2 separate regions of the Gossypium hirsutum genome follow, and region 2 is linked to region 1. A link is a contact called in public Hi-C data. All regions are on one chromosome and are shown on one strand. The core of a region is the stretch at or near the end of the contact, and the rest is flanking DNA. Distances in the headings are between cores, read along the strand shown. Region 1 holds the start of LOC107952906 (proteasome subunit beta type-1). Region 2 holds the start of LOC107952895 (transketolase, chloroplastic).

Region 1 (2,811 bases), core at 183-2,682:
GATCATGATCTTGTCCTTAAATTTCTAATCTACGTCAAAATCTAAAAAGAACACCTGTCTTTTGAAATTATTGTAGTACACTTGTTTAGGCAAAAAAGAAAGTGAAGCTAACATTCAAACTCAAAACAAATGTTCCATCATATTCCCCGAAAATTGAAAGCTTACCAAGTGCCTAGCTGCCAGATGCTTTTGTAAAGCCTTCACGTCAGCTTGAAATCCTGAGGATGCCATAACGCATTTATCTGCTCTGCAATGTAAAAGTAAAAGGCACTGATTAGAAACTGAAAAGAAGAAAGACAGAAAAAAGCAGAAAAAAATTTCAAGTCAAGTTATTTCTATTAACACTTAAAATTCACCAACTAAAGTGCCATTGTTTAAATATTTACCATTCTCTTCCAAATATGAATACAGCAGATCATAGTCCATTCTTATCCTTTTCTTTACTAAACTATTTTGTCATGAAAACAAGTATCTTCCTTCCCTCTACAGTTCCATAGCAATAAAAATATCACTCAAATAGCCATCATCAAACATATGACCATCGCTAGCCGGAAAACAAGCGAATTCTATACCTTTCCTTTAACTGTAAAATCAATTATAGCGTCCTTTCTTTTCAACCGTTGGAGGCAAAAGTACCTTTAAACATCCCTTGGACAACAAACATTTTTAGCAAATTTCAAAAATTTCTTAGTTTCTAACCAAGAATCGGCCTTCTATTCAACGCAGCTAACCAGTAATTAAAAATTAAAACTTGACATTCCTGTTAATTAGGACTTTAAAAATTCTTATGCAAGAAAAATAAATGCCTCTTTAAAAAAAATAAAAAAAAAATCATAGGCTATCACCTTCAGAATAAATTATTAGATACCTTCCACATCAATGTTCTATTACTTTCAGAAATTTTTCTAGTTCATTTTTCCATGTAAAAATCAAGAGATTGCACTCAACAACTTACAATTTACAGATTTTTGAGTAGTCACGGGTGAGAATATTGTAACCCGTCGACATCCGAGTATCAGCAGCGATTACACAGTAATCGGCGCCGGCAACTGCAACGCAAGATCTGCAAATTACATCCAAAAAAAGAAAAGCATAACATTAACATCAATAAATAACGAAACCAAATTGAAAAAAGAAGAAGAAGAAGAAGAAGAAGAAGCGTGATTTATAGGTTGAGAGGAAAAAAGAAAGTACCCTCCATTGTTGTCGTAAGGTGACCAGTTAGCTTGCTCCTTAGGCATGGTGAAAGAGTAAAGGTCGACCGAAGAGAAAATAAAGACTGCACAATTTGAGAGAACTTTTATTCCGCAGATTTATTTTTGGCTTCGCGAACAAGAAATTTTTTTTTTTTTCAAAAAAGAACTTTTAGGGGTTTGGATCGGGTTTTAGGCCCATAGAGCCTAAACCCAAGCCATTTCGACCTGACACTATCATATTCGGACGCTTGTGAAAATGCTCAATAAAAGAGATTTTTTTTTTCTTTTGGTTGAAAAGAAATTCAATTAAGAGGTAGTTTTTTTTTTCGGTTGAAAAATAGTTTTCAAAAGAGCTTTTCAAAAGTGAGATAGAAAAGTTTTGTGAAAAAGTATTGTTTATTAAATTTTAGTCTTCTTTATTGTTGTCAAAAATTTTGGTTGAAGGTTAAAATGTTTTTTTTTAACATCATAGTAGAAAGTTAAAAATTAGTTTAGTAATATGATGTTTAAATAATTCAATATAAAGATACATAAAGTATAATTTTTAAACACTTTTTAAGTAATTAATATAAATTATTTGTAATATTAATGATGTATAAAATATTTTAAAAACTTAAACATAATATTAAACTATTTAAATAATTTAATATAACAATAAATGAAATATTTAAATAATTTAATATAATGATACATAAATTATAATTTAATTTATTTTTTTATATACTTTTTGCTTCCAAACGCAAAAGTCAAAATCACCTAAATCTCAGCTTTTGTGTTTGACTTTTCCACCACAATTTTGACTCCAAAAGCTAATTGTTCTTTATTGCTTTTGTGGAAATATGCCTCGCATTTCGATCAAAACAGTCAGTGACATTGCAACAAGGGAAGACTCATCGTCCCGATGAGTAGCCCACGTCACGATGAGAAGAAGACTTTTCTCCCGACGACACAATCATTCTTCGTCCCGACAATGCAAAAGCCACATCACGATGTGACGACGTGTTCCTCAAGTTTCTCAATTTTCTTCTCTCAATTAAACTTTGTTTTAGTTTTCCACTTAAATTCTGATTAACTTAGGGATATTCTAGTCATAAATATTACGAATTTTAACCTATAAATAGGCCTTAGTTACTATAAGTTTAAACAATATAAAAAATTACGGATTAAGAGAATTATATGTTTTGAGTTTGAAAGATTTTTTCAGGGTTTCTAGTTTTTTTCTTTTGATTCTCTGCATCTTTGTACTCATTTTATATATTAGTGAAATCTCTTTTTGCCCATGGTTTTTTAATCCTCTTTTAAGGATTTTTTTCACGTAAAATTTGTGTTCAACTTTTTAATTTTTTTGTTTATTTTACTTGTTCATTGCTTAAACAAGTTTGTCCCCAACAAACTTGTAACACTCAGTTTTGGCGGGTCCTAAGTTCTAGTGAGTAGGCTGGGAGTAATCTGTGAAAAGCGACTCTATCCGCCCAATTGTTGTTCTTGATGTATAGAGCGCATATTAGACGTTAGAATATTATGTAAGGATTGAATTTAGAATGTGTTGAGTTGCAAGAAGAAAATAGATTGGTAAGAGTATTGAGAATTTTTGGTTAATTAGGTTATCGCCGGA
Region 2 (2,811 bases), core at 232-2,731, 330 kb before region 1:
AACAAGCTTCGCCTTACTCGTAGAGGGCTCTGTTGGATTTGAAACTTTACAAACACATTAAACATAACACAATATGATCATTAACAACCACAAACACATCAAAAACTTAACAAAAATGCAGGTCCAGACTACCTTCTCATAAGCCGAAAATTTAACTAAATTTATTGAAATCTTAGATATCTTGATCAATACTTGTTCCCATTGCTTAAACCTGATTCTAATAATCTTCATAATCATTTTAGAATAGATCCTAACCACTTAGAACACTTAAAATCTCAGATTAAGTTTTCTGGAAAATCATCACATATGAACATTTAAGAGGGAAAACCATCAAATCTTTAAAATCTCGTAACGATTTGCTAAAATAAGATTATAAATCTCTTAATCATATCAAAATAAGATGGAAATCATTTAGAAATTAAAGTTTAGCTTGGAAATACTAATTTCACCATTTTAGATCTCAATTTCGACTTAAATCTTTAGATCCATAGAAATCTCATTTTAAATGATCAAATCTTGATTTGAAAAAGCAACATGCATGGAAGTATAGTCAAGAAACAGAATCTCACCTTGATTGGAAAAGAAAAATGAACTAGAAAAGAATGAGAGAATTGGTGAAGATTTTGAGAGTTTTCTCGAAAATTGAGAGGAAATTTTGTTTTTGGCAGAAGAGAAAATCAAGGAGGTTAGTTGTTTTGGAGAGAAAATGTGCAGATTTTTGTTTGGCAAATTTTTAAAATGGAGAGAATGACGGAAGAAAAAGGTGAGTTGGTTTTATAGTCATGGGAACAAAACTGATTTTCAAATCTTTGGTATAATTTTTTTTGGGCAACTCTTAAATTTGACATTTTTTACAAATTAACCCTCTTTTAATTAAATTTTTTTTTCTTAATTATTCTTAAATCCAAACTTATTTTTGAAAACTGTTTTAAGGAAAAATTATTTCTGATCACTTAATCCCAAATTACCGAACCTAATCTTAGACCACAATTTTTGAAATTAGTTTTGAGATCCAATTTGGACACCTGGTCCACTAACCTGAATCTACTAGATCGAATGTGACAAATTTTGCTCATGCTATTCGACACTTACAACCAAACTCGACATTTGTAATATCAAGATACCCTAAAAATATATTTAAGAATAACTTTTGGAAAAAAACCTATATGGATAAATGACAAAAAAAATCACAATATCAAAGTTAAAAAATAATAACCTTATAGATAATGTTATTTGAATCAGACCGAACCAATCGGTTTGAAAAATGATTTTGAACCAATTAGATTAGGAATTAATACGAACCAGTTGAATCGATTAAAAATCCGATGGATTTGAATCGGTTAAACTGACGATTGAACCAAAATTTTTAATCTTTTTAATAATATTTTAATCAGACAAATAAATTAGTGGCTTGACTAGTTCGACCATCGATCCGGTTAAAAAAACATTACTTATAGATATATTGTTATTGTTTATATTTGTACCTTTGCATTTATGGAATTTCTACAACATACAGAGCTGTTTTAGATGAAGTTCCCGTCTGTGTTTACTTGGCATGCGTAACTGCACATGTGGATTTGATTGCATGAATAATGCAGCAAGGAGTGCAAAATTTTCCATCAGTGGCCTAAAGTTTAAGAATTTATTTCTCCAGAATATCTTTTAGTAAAAAAAGAAAAAAGAATGAAAGGCAGAGAGAGCGATCTGAAATCGTTACCCACAAGCAATGGTGGAGATATAAGGGATGTTGGAATCTAACGGTCAGCTCACACTATTTGTCCCTTTGTGTAGACGAGAAGATCAAAGAGAGTTGGTGGCTATTATACTTTGCCTAACTCTACATTTATCAAACAAAGAGGGGTCCCTTCACTATCCTCACCCTCTCAATCAACAATGGCCTCTACTTCATCTGTCAACCTATCTCAAGCCCTCCTCTCTCGCGCTATCTCTTCCCATGCCTCCGCCCAATCCTCCGACCACCGCCCCTCCCTCTCCACTCTCTCTTTTCCCGGTTTCTCTGGCCTCAAATCTTCTATCCCTCGCGCTTCCTCTTCCCGTCGACGCCTTCCCTCCCGCTCCAACCACAAGCGCCAGGTCCGTGCTGCTGCCGTCGAAACAATTGGCACCGCCGCCGAGACTTCCTTGGTCGAGAAATCCGTCAACACCATCAGATTCTTGTCTATTGATGCGGTCGAGAAGGCGAATTCAGGTCATCCTGGGTTGCCCATGGGCTGTGCTCCCATGGGTCACATTTTGTACGATGAAGTCATGAGGTATAACCCCAAGAACCCTTACTGGTTCAACCGTGACCGTTTCATTCTGTCCGCTGGTCATGGTTGTATGTTGCAGTATGCTCTGCTTCACCTCGCTGGTTACGACAGTGTCCTGGCAAGCTTCTTTCATATTCTCTCTTTCCTTTTAAGTAATTTCTATTTTGAGAGCTTTGGTTTTTTGGGAAATGATCAAAATTCATAATCATGGATTATCCTTTAGGAAGAAGATTTGAAGAGTTTCCGTCAGTGGGGAAGCAGAACCCCTGGACATCCCGAGAACTTTGAAACACCAGGAGTTGAAGTCACAACTGGTTAGTAAGACTCCTCTGCTGAAGTGATCGTAATTTTTTTGATAATATCATACTAAACATAAAGCAAATATATGTATTTAAATGTGGCTTTTTTTTTCCCCAGGGCCTCTTGGTCAGGGTATTGCAAATGCTGTTGGATTGGCTCTTGCTGAGAAACACTTGGCTGCTAGATTCAACAAGCCAGACAATGAGATTGTTGATCACTACACGTATGATGATTACTTTCT

The links. Hi-C and Micro-C count contacts between places; a contact is called where the count stands out from the background.
Region 2: a contact with region 1 is called in a Hi-C map of leaf, with 2.1 times the contacts expected there. The contact joins the promoter of LOC107952895 here to the promoter of LOC107952906 in region 1. A contact is called at or near these places in 3 of 34 Hi-C or Micro-C datasets (all in leaf).

Annotation. Positions count from the first base shown.
Region 1 is chrA07:35,042,437-35,045,247 of Gossypium_hirsutum_v2.1, reverse strand. It overlaps LOC107952906 (proteasome subunit beta type-1), which reads right to left and starts at 1,432. Exons shown (of 7, transcript XM_016888112.2): 1 at 1,195-1,432; 2 at 956-1,063; 3 at 166-247. The coding sequence starts at 1,241.
Region 2 is chrA07:35,374,706-35,377,516 of Gossypium_hirsutum_v2.1, reverse strand. LOC107952895 (transketolase, chloroplastic) reads left to right here and starts at 1,481. Exons shown (of 7, transcript XM_016888097.2): 1 at 1,481-2,388; 2 at 2,494-2,584; 3 at 2,688-2,793. The coding sequence starts at 1,894.